Regions from separate parts of the Rattus norvegicus genome. Here regions 2 and 3 are each linked to region 1. Evidence: chromatin contacts called from public Hi-C data. All regions are on one chromosome and are shown on one strand. Each heading gives the region's core, a stretch centred on a gene start, on an enhancer-like site or on the middle of the called end of the contact. The rest is flanking DNA. Distances are from core to core; before and after follow the strand shown.

Region 1 (3,431 bases), core at 362-2,861:
AGTCCATCAGCTGAGCTACATTCCCAGCCCTGTCTTCATTAAGGAAAAAACGATTTCCTTATATGTATAAACGTGTGCCACATGTACGCCTGGCTTCTGACGGGGTCAGAGGACGGTATCAGCTTCTCTGGGAATGGAGTTCTAGAGAGTTTGTAAAACCCTGGGTGCTAGGAACTGAGCAACAAATGCTTTTGACCACTGAAACATCTCTCCAGCTCCCTGTACCCATCTTCTAAAAATACTCCACTGCCATTCCTAAACTAGTCACAAGATGCACTTAACCGCAAGACAAACCCACTGCATGTTTTAAGTTGATCTAATTCTTATTTGTATTTCTATTTCCCCTCTATACAAACAGAAGCCAGAATTTCCCTTTTCCTCTCCTTTTTTTTTTTTTTCTTTTTTAAGAAAAAAGGATTTTGAAACAGGATTCCACTGGGCTGCCAAGACTGACAGGGATCAACAATGTCCTTAGTTGCAAAATGAAAGGGATTTCAAGAAAGGAAGAGAGACGATGCGGAGTGGAGGAAGCATCACATAGAAAGAAAATTTAGATGGGGTGTGGGGTGGGGTGTAGTGGGGTCGTGGTTAAGCTTCTCAATTACACAGTAGTACACACCTGCAACTTTAGTACTCTGGAGGCTGAGGCAGTAGGATCATAAACTTGAAGCCAGCCTCGGCTACAAAGTGTGTGTCTCTGTGTGTGATGGGAGTCGAGGTAAAAAAAAAAAAAAAAAAACCAAAACTTTTTAAAGGAAACATGTTTGAAAGAATCCTTTCTATCAGTAAAAAAAAAAAAAAAAAAAAAAAAAAAATGTACTCTTGTGGTTTTGGAGTCCAGCCAATAGTTGACTTTTGAATGTGGGAAGGCATGACTACATCATAGTGGACACAAGGTGAGAGCAAGGGTAGGGAGGAAGAAGGCTTAGGGTCATTTTGTTTACAGGCAGTTTGCTCTTGTGTGTTCAAAGATCACCGAACAGAAATCTTTTGCTGAGTTAGCTGTAGGTGGTGGCTTATGAAGAAAAGTGGTAAACATCAATGAATTGTCCTGGATGACTTTAAATCTCACTTTAAAGGGTGTGTTGTAGCTCTCGCGCGTGGTTCAGTCCAGTGTCCCATGCCTAAAATTAACAATTGAATAGATTGAACAGGATGGAGAGGGAAGGATCACTACAAATCACCGAGAATCCACTGCAGGAATACAGAAACCAGGGGCCTCCACTCGACTCTTTTCAGGTTTTCAGGCGGTCAGTGAGGTATGAAAGTTCCAAACCACGCTCTCGGTCTCTAGGGAGACCTCAGACCAGCCACTTCCGGATTAGTCCCCACCCACAGAGAGTACTTCCGGTCTCCAACGCTAGAAGTTGCTGAAAGGAAAGGTTGCGTCTCAAGAACATAAATGGTCCTCGGAAGTTCCTGGCTAGGACAGAGACAGATCCAGGGTACAGCAGCCCCTTAATTTCGTGACATCTTGCACCGCGCGCCATTATCCTTACGAAGATTTTTAGGACCCGCCTCAGGTTACGTCACTTCCGGTCACTGGCGGTTGGCCAAGTCCGGACATGATGTCAGTTCCACTTGGATCCGGGGGAAATCGAGGCTGGTCATCGGGGTTCCTCATTTAACAACCGGGGATGCACTGGAGCTGTGAAGGTGTAGTGTTTTAAATAGAGTTGGGAATTTGGCAACTGAAAAATGCAAGTCGTCCAGTTAAATTTAGACTTCCCACAACGTAATTTTTAGTTACAAATAATCCAAAATATACTGGTCATAGTTACAAAAATTTACTTATCCGAAATTCAAATCTTACCAAATGCCCTGTATTTTATCTGGTAATTTTGGCCTATAACAGTTTTTTGTTTTTGTTTCTTTTTGTCCTGAATTCTATTGGGGACCTTCTAGGCTTTTGCCCCACTGTGAAATAGATACAGTGTTCACTGAGGGCTGAGAATTATGTTTTAGATGCTAAGATGTGTTCCTGGGGGAATCCCATCCATGAAAACTGAACATGTTTGCAGGTGTCCCATGGCAGTGCCTTGCGTATTCCTTTCCACAGTAGTTTTGGGGAATGCTAGCAGGGAACTACAAGGTTAAATGTGCAGGTCTGGGAGGTGCTACATTATTTAGGAGCAGGATAAACTGTTACCTGGAGTTTTCCCTGTTAAATTGTACAGAGAATCAGAAAGCCCGAGGTGTCAGGAAAAGAAGAGCATCAGTCTTCCAGCACTGTGGAGAATTGGATGACTTTATGATGCTAGGGATGAATTCTCCCACAGAACTACACGTTCAAGTTCCCCGAGAGTTAGGCTTTGTTGCTTCCCACTCCTCATCTTGCAAAAGAGCTGTTTGAGAAAAGATATACTACACACTTTAAAAAAGCTAGACCCGGGGTTGGGGATTTAGCTCAGTGGTAGAGCGCTTGCCTAGGAAGTGCAAGGCCCTGGGTTCGGTCCCCAGCTCCGAAAAAAAGAACCAAAAAAAAAAAAAAAAAAAAAAAAAAAGCTAGACCCCCCAATCCCTAGGCTCCACCCCCTTCCCTCCATGCTTACAGATACAGTTGTCTTTCGACCTTTTTAAGGGCTTGGATGTAGCTTAGTGGGAGAGTGCATTTTTGTTACACGGACAACCCCGGGTTCACTCTTCAGTACCCTCCTGTCCCTACATTTAGATACCTTTTTACAGAGAAGTCCTTTATTATTTTTGTAGCTTCCTGACCTTTACCCCAAGACCTTTCTGTTTTCCACTCTGCCCATTGGGGAAAATGATTGGGCATCATTACCGGAACCTGGCCTTTGCCTGCTCTAACACTGGGCTGGTTTTTTTTTTTCTGTGAGTGGTGTAACTTGGGACTTGTTTTGCTGTCATGGAGCCAGAAAGGGGTGTTCCTGGCAAGGCTGATCATGACCAACTGTGTGGGTACAAGGGTGTCCTTTTGCATATAACCTTGGGACTTGCCAAAGGTCTCACCTTGAGGCAGATCTTGTAGCTACTCTTGATTTGTGCCGGGACCACTTGCTGAATTAGCCTGAGTAGGCCTTGTGCACTGATAAATCTGCAGCCTTTCCACGTGGACCCAGCATTGCCAGACTAGTCTTAAGGGCTAACGGGATAGAGCAGGCTAGAGGTCAATGGACTTGGGGTCAGCTGGCTAGACAACCAATGGCCTTTTTTTTTTTTTTTTTTTTTTTTTGGCAGTAAAAGTGGTAAAGCATAAATGTCAGAAAGGGGCACTGCCGTGTTGTAAGGGCTTTGAAAGTACAGGATGTGGAAAAGAATGGTACAGGAGCCCACTGGTAGGAATGGCTTCCTTCGTGAATGATTAACTCCCAGGCAAAGCAGGTGACCTAGGAGAAGGGTCTACTTAACAGGAACTTTGGACTTGGGGCAGAAGACTGGTGTGTGGCCTACAGAAGAGGACGTGCGTGGCT
Region 2 (3,431 bases), core at 524-3,023, 290 kb before region 1:
ATATCAGAGACCTTCACCATCAGGCCTCAGAATCCTGGGGTTAGGGGACTGAGCACGTGGGCACGTGAGCACTGAGGACGTGCCTGGTTAGAACTCCAAGTTCCGTCTTCATTCAGCATCCCAGCCCCTGTTCCTGCTGAGTTCCCAGCCCCAGGGGCTCCATGGTGCTGAAGCGAGGAATTTGAGAATTCTGAGAAACCAGACTGGTTCCCCTAGCAGGAAGAGGGGCTGGTAGGAACTCGGGAGTGTGAGATAGGTTTCACAGCATAGAGGTGGGTTCAGCCAATCACAACTGGAAAAGCCTCACCAATCAAGAGAGGGACCTGAGGCCTAGGGAGGAAGGGAGTTGTTTAGAGGACTGCATGGGAGGCATCAGGCAGGCCAGGAGTACCCGTGGGTCCACCTGTACAGCTTAGAGCCCTTCAGGACCTAAGCGTTGGTGATGGAGGCTGGAGGAGAGTGGGCCGATGGACAGAGCTTGTCTGGGGACACAGGGTGGGGCAAGCCAGCCTCTCTGCGGCCTGGGCCTGCCAGGGTGTGTGGGCCGCCTGCTCCCAGCCCCCCACCCTGAGCATGCAAAGAGAACAATCCCCTTGTGTTTGGGCAGTCTGAGCCTGCATGCTGATGAAGGCTATGGGGTGGGGGCTGGGATAGGGGTGCTTTGAAAGTTGAGGGGGTTCCAGGACCAAGAAGGATAATATTCTCAAATGGAAAAACAATAGACCCTCCCAGGTGTTGGCCCCGAGGCCACCAGGGTGACCCCAGTGAACACTAAGAGTCAGAGATCAACTCCTGACCTAAGCTTGGTGTTTATGGGGAAAACAGGGACCCTGGGGACACATGCCTTGTTGGTCCAGGAAGAAGGTAACCATCCTTGGCTTGGTGGGGACCCAAAGCCACGCATTCTGAAAGAAGGGGTGTGAGTGGACCAAGGTACATCCCCCTTGAGGACCATTCCCTTGGGTGCCGGGGTGGGGCGGGGCCCTGGGTGCCACAGGTCTCAAGATGGCGGGCCTGGTTTAGGAGAGTGAGGAGGTGGGTACCTCCCTCTCCTGGTCAGGGATACATCATGCCAGGTTTAAGTATGTAAGAGCCCCTTCGCCTCCCTCTGCAGTACCCCAGCCAAGAAGCTAGGTCAGAGCTAGAGACGGTGAGCCACAGGAAACGGGAGAACACTTTGTGCTCCCAACTATCATCTCCATCCACCTTGGCCTGGAGGTCTGTGTCTGGCTCCTCTAAGGACTGCAGAGAATGGGAAGGGGTGTGTATGAGCCAGGAGCTGCAGAGAATGGCAGATGAGAACAGAGGCGAAGTAAAAACCCGAACCTGGGGCATGAGGTCCAGAACTGAGAGCAAGCTCAAAGGACAGAAACGGCAAACAGGGTGAGAGCCTCAAACCTGGTACCCAAGGTCCAAGAAACCCCTCCCTGAAGTGGGGTGTTCCCCTGGAAAACCAACGCCCCCCACCTGTACAGGCCTCAGCCGCATTGGGCAGAAAGCGTGTTCCTCGCAGTACCCCCAGGCCCGCGGTCGGGTTGTACACAGGAATGGATTCCCCCCCCCAGCGAACCCCCAAACTTCAATGGCCCGCGGTGCCCCGCCCGGCCCGCGCCTTACCTCTCTGGGGCTGTTCTGCGGTGGCGGCAGCGGCGGCGCGGCGGCTGGGCCGCTCAGTCCCACATTGTCCCCGGGAAAGGCGGCCGCTCACAACTGCGAGTGACATCAGCTGCGAACAATGAGGGGTTTGACAGGCGCGGAGCCCGGCCGGCCCGGAGCCCGGCTCCGCGCCCCCCCACCCCCACCCCCCGGCCCGCCTGGCCCGGCCCCGCCCCCTCCCCGGATCCGATTACAGCGCGGCGGGCCCGCCCCAGCAGCCCCAGTGCCGCAGCCGCCCGCCCCGCCCCGCCCCGCCCCGCGCGGTCCGGCGCCCGGAGCATCCGCCGCTTCCGGGAGGGAGCGGTAGACCCTTCCCCTGCGGCTCACCAGGGGCCCCGGATCTTCCTTGTGTGGCTCTCGCCCGGCCTGTCCTTCCCGCCCAGCGCTTCTGCGGAGCTCCCCGCAGCCTTCATCTCAGTCCTGGCCGCGCCTCCGGGCTTCTGTCCCACCGCCCTCCGCCCTGCCCCGGCTCTTGCTTCTTCACCATCCTTCACTCTGGAGTCCAGCCCACCTAGACCCGCCACCTACGGCGTCCGCACTACCCTGCCCTGGTCCTCCCAGCAGAGGTTACCCGACCAACTGGAGGAGGGGCCTGAGATACGTGTGGCCCTTAAGCAACCTTGTCTCGTGATCCTTCAAATCTACTGCCAGATTCCTTTTGGAGCTAGGGTTCTAAGGGTCAGAGTGCCATTAACTCCTTTTACTAGGAAAGGGATAGGGGTGTGTGTGTGTGTTTGTGGGGGGGGGGATAGTTGGGCCCGCCCTTCCCCCATCTCAGAGCAGATATTCTCTCCCCCTCTCGGTAATCGGCTCATGTGGGTCCCACTGACCTACACCTCCCCCCTCGGCTGAGTCTTTTGGCACCTGGATGTGTGTGGGTGGGGAGGGGAATCCAATCTCCCTTTCCCTCCATCTGGCCTAGTGGACAAAGGGCAGGGGGACCATCTGGTCCCGCCAGGGTGGGGGAGGAGCCCACAGTGGCAGTCCCAAGGGGAAGGGGGAGGGGCGGCGCGCTGGAGACAGCAAAAGCATGTGAGGTCTAATTGTATCACTTTATTCCAGGGACCTCCGTAGTCGGTCTCCCTATCCCACTCCCAAACCTCAGAGCAGGAAATGGGCTTGGCTGAGAAGATTCATGCTTGATGACCAGGGGAGGCGTGCAGCCCCCCAAGAAGAAGGGGAAAAGAAAAACGGGGAGGTTGAAAAGCAGAGAGGTGCACCTTCCCTTCTGAGGAAGCAATTCTGGTCTGGGACCAGTTGCAAGGGGTTAGTAAGAGAAACCTAAGGGGTGCTTACATTTTTATTCTGGCAAATGAATCTCTTAAAAGGCTCCCTCCTAGGGGTGCTTACATTTTTATTCTGGCAAATGAATCTCTTAAAAGGCTCCCTCCTTCGTTCGGGGGAACAGCACATGTACCTGTGTCAGCGTGAGATGCAATGCTACACAAGAACGTGGCATTGGGCCAATCATGTGGACCCCTGTGCTGCTCCCAAGGGAGAGGTTCTGTTTGGGTGTGGGATAAATCTAAACAAGCATACACTCGTGTTATATGTGGCCTTAAGGGTAGGGGAGCAAAAGGAATGGACTTCTCTGTAGAGCAGCTCAAGAGGGAGATGGACCAGAAAGTAAAGTAAGGCAGGAGTGAGAGCCAAGCGGAAGCCTGTAGGAGAAGCTCATGGATTACCCACAATCAGAGATCTCTCCTTGAATCCAAGGCTTTTCCCACTTGATTTTACCTCCTTGATCTGATCTGTCACTGCGAGAGAAAAGCAGA
Region 3 (3,431 bases), core at 620-3,119, 270 kb before region 1:
TGGCCTGGGCCTTAGCTGGAGCTTTGGCCTCTGCCTTGGTTTGAACCTTGGGCTTTGGTTGGCAGAGCCTACGACCCTTGGCCATGTAGCTTCGAATCTTCTTCCCAAGCTTGGGGTGAGCGATGAAAGCCAGACGGCTGAGTTTGCGGCTGGAGCCCTTTGGCATCTTGGGCTTGACAGCCTGAGGCTTCACGAGGGCCTTGATGGCCTCTGCTCGTGCACTCACTGCCTTGGCATTGTTGGCCTGCATCTTCTTCAGGCCTTTCTTGTTGTGCTTCTTGGCAAAGCGCATGTTCCTCAGAAACTTGGGGTCGACCTGGAAAACAGAAAAGATACATGAATTAGCATATAACAGCCCCAGCTCCTTTCCTCGAACCTCTACGGACAAAGTCGATATTTTAAAAAGAGCATTAAGTTAACCTTAACCGTGAAAAGGTCATATAGTGTGACTTCCAGATATCCAGCTGTTTCCTGAGACTCTCCTAGGGCCACCCTCCCTACCTCAGTTAAGAGTGTCAGATACCAAGCCTGGTCCATCAGATTCACATCAGAGCAAGGTTACAGGCAGCAAACAGACCAGGTGCAGGCTCAGTTATCCCCAGTCTTATGCTGGGTATGATCTAATGTACAGAATTAAGGCTGGAGAGATGGCTCAGTGGTTAAGAGCACTGACTGCTCTTCCAGAGGTCCTGAGTTCAAATACCAGCAACCACAAGGTGGCTCACAACCATTTATAATGCATTTAGTTTCTTAGGAGCAAGTTACATCAGGGACTGGGAAAGTCAAAGCTTTTCTGAGTCTGGCAGGGGAGAGCAAGGAACAGAAGGTTCCTTGGGAAGCCATTACATCAAAGGGCAGTTCTAAGAGTCACCAGAGGAGGTGGGCAACACCTTTAATCCCAGCACTCCTGAGTACATCTCTCTGAGTTCGAGGCCAGCTTGGTCTACATAGGACAGCCAGGGCTATACAAAGAAACCCCATCTCCTCCCCAACCTCCGCCCCCATGGGATATTTTATGATCCGCTGTATTTACTCACCCCTTTAAGAGATTCGTATCTTTGTGACCGGGGTTTCTTGATGCCATTTCTGTGCCATTTGCGGGCTGTAGGGTGACAAATATTTACAGATCAATAAAATGAGTTATGTTCTAATAAGACCACCTAACATCACGGTTGGCACAGTCCTTTTGAGAATACTCAAGGAAGGGGTGCAAAGCACTGTGGGCATCTCAAGCAGGTTCCTGGCCCCCAAGTTTGTAATCTCAAAAGTACCTAAATATACATCAGCTTCAGGCTCACCTGAAGGGAGACCTGTCCTCCCTTCAGCTCTAATCTAGTCACCCTAAAGCAATCTTTGCTAGGGTACAGGCACCAGCTAGAGACCAAGGAACTTACACTGGTTGTGTGTGGTGTGGTTCTTGGACTTGGCCATGTCTGCACCTGCAGGAAAGACATGAGATCAGTTCTGGGACCTGACCAGGACACCTCGGCCGCCCTGAACTGGTGCAACGTGAAGAAACCAGAAAAAGGCTGCAGCAGAAGCTTTCCGATTTACGACATCCACCAGCCCGGCCGTACTCACAAAACGGGACCCTACCTCTCAAACGCAAGCAATGAGGTCCTGAAACTAAGTTTGCCGGCCCCAGGGGCCGCTTTTTCCTTCATCCATTCCCTGAGGACGACCGGGCAACCACCCCCGCCCGGCAGTCTCTACGCCCCCATAGTCGAGCAGCCGCCCGCCCTGTCCTTCCTGCGACCCGTGTCGCATGCCCGTGACCCACAGTCGCCGTACAATCACGGATGGAATCGGATGCCGTAAGGCCAACACTCACGGTAAGCCGCGGCTCCCGCAGCGCCTGGGACCGGAAGAGAAAGAGAAAGGCCCGCTGTGCAGCACGGGAAATAGGGCCGACGCCGCCGGAAGGTCCAACGGAAAAGCTTCCCTCACGGCTGGCAGAGAAAAAAGGTTCCAAGGCCGGAAAAAGCTGAAGCATAGACAGGGGAGGGGTTAGAGCCTGACCCCGCCCTCTGCAGTCTCACGGATTTCTTTCTTTGCTTAACTCCTCCCCCCTGTTTTTGACAGGATTTTTCTTGCTCTGTAGACAAGGCTGGATTATAACTCTCCATCATCCAACTGCATCCTTATGTTTCTAAGGTTAAGAGCGTGGTCCTCGCTTGGACCACGACGGCGGCCAGCCCTGTGTCTGTCCTCTTCCTTCACTTCCTCCAGTGCCGACTTCGCTCCTGGGCCAGACTTAAAGACCCGAAAGCCAAGGGAGCCTTTGAAGGATGAATGTTACAGAGCGAAGAATTTGTGTTCTTAAAAACCTCACCTGGCTCCTGTGTGTAATGAACTGTAGAGGGCAGAAGAGAGGAGGAAGAGCTGGGAGCTGAGTGCAGATTGCCACACAAGGGTGCTGGCTGCCTGAAAATGGTGAAGAATGAACTAGGAAAAAGAATAGACTAGATTTGGGATGCCGAAGATGACAGAAAAGGGGCAACTGTAGTCCAAGTCTGGTTCAAAAGCGTACACAGAGTGGCAGTTTTGCGGTTTCTTTTTACATGCACTAAATGCGAGATGAAGCCGGTGTGGTGAAACAGGCCTGTAATTGCAGCTACTTGGAGGCTGGAGAATTTAAGTCTGAGATACAACTGAATAACTCAGGTAGACCTTATCTCAAAAACAAACAAAAACAAAACAAAACAAACAAACAAACAAACAAACAAAAACCCTCACCTTATACTGTCAGGATATCCCAGCACTCAGGTAGTGAGTTCCAGAGCAGCCAGGTAGCATGATACCCCGTCTCTAATTGTAGCTCAAGCCTGAATTCAAACCCTGTATCCAAGTGTGGAAGGACAGGATAGACTCCTGAGAGTTGTCCTCTGCCTTAAACACCCACATATAGGCTCATAAAAATAGTGATTTTTAAGGATTCAAAAGCCAGGAGTGGTGGTGGACACTTTTTTTTTTTTTTTTTTTGGTTCTTCTTTTTCGGAGCTGGGGACTGAACCCAGGGCCTTGCGCTTCCTAGGCAAGCGCTCTGCCACTGAGCTAAATCCCCAACCCCGTGGTGGACACTTTTAATCCCAGCACTAGAGAGATAGAAGCATGTGGGTCTCTGTGAGTTCAAGGCCAGCCTGGTCTACAAAACGAGTTCAGGACAGCCAGGGCTGGTTACGCTGAGAAACCCTGTCTCAAAAAAGCCAAAAATGAATTAATTAACTAATCAATCAAAAATAAAATTAAAAAGTTAAAAGACTGGATAGGTTATGGCGGTAATATAGCTGTGTGGTAGCTTGGTACATGTTTGTCTAATATGCAGGAGGCCGTAAATTCGGTCTCTGGGCCAGACAGAAGCAGGCAGAGGCAGGGAGAGATCTGGATCCAGTAGCTGGTGCTTCCCAGCACCTCAGTTGCCCTCTGTTTCT

Evidence for each region. Hi-C and Micro-C count contacts between places; a contact is called where the count stands out from the background.
Region 2: a Hi-C map of liver shows a contact between it and region 1, with 2.1 times the contacts expected there. The contact joins the promoter of Pcbp4 here to the promoter of Glyctk in region 1. A contact is called at or near these places in 2 of 12 Hi-C or Micro-C datasets (both in liver).
Region 3: a Hi-C map of the A7r5 cell line shows a contact between it and region 1, with 4 times the contacts expected there. The contact joins the promoter of Rpl29 here to the promoter of Glyctk in region 1. A contact is called at or near these places in 3 of 12 Hi-C or Micro-C datasets (the A7r5 cell line, kidney and mammary epithelial cells).

What each region holds. Positions count from the first base shown.
Region 1 is chr8:115,679,271-115,682,701 of GRCr8, reverse strand. Glyctk (glycerate kinase) reads left to right here and starts at 1,611. Exons shown (of 5, transcript NM_001109449.2): 1 at 1,611-1,656. It also overlaps a transcript of Rpl29 not described here.
Region 2 is chr8:115,970,093-115,973,523 of GRCr8, reverse strand. Pcbp4 (poly(rC) binding protein 4) reads right to left here and starts at 1,773. Exons shown (of 13, transcript NM_001191883.1): 1 at 1,618-1,773. Abhd14b (abhydrolase domain containing 14b) reads right to left here. Exons shown (of 4, transcript NM_001007664.1): 4 at 2,695-3,431.
Region 3 is chr8:115,946,081-115,949,511 of GRCr8, reverse strand. Rpl29 (ribosomal protein L29) reads right to left here and starts at 1,869. Exons shown (of 4, transcript NM_017150.1): 1 at 1,832-1,869; 2 at 1,395-1,439; 3 at 1,038-1,102; 4 at 1-316. The coding sequence starts at 1,431.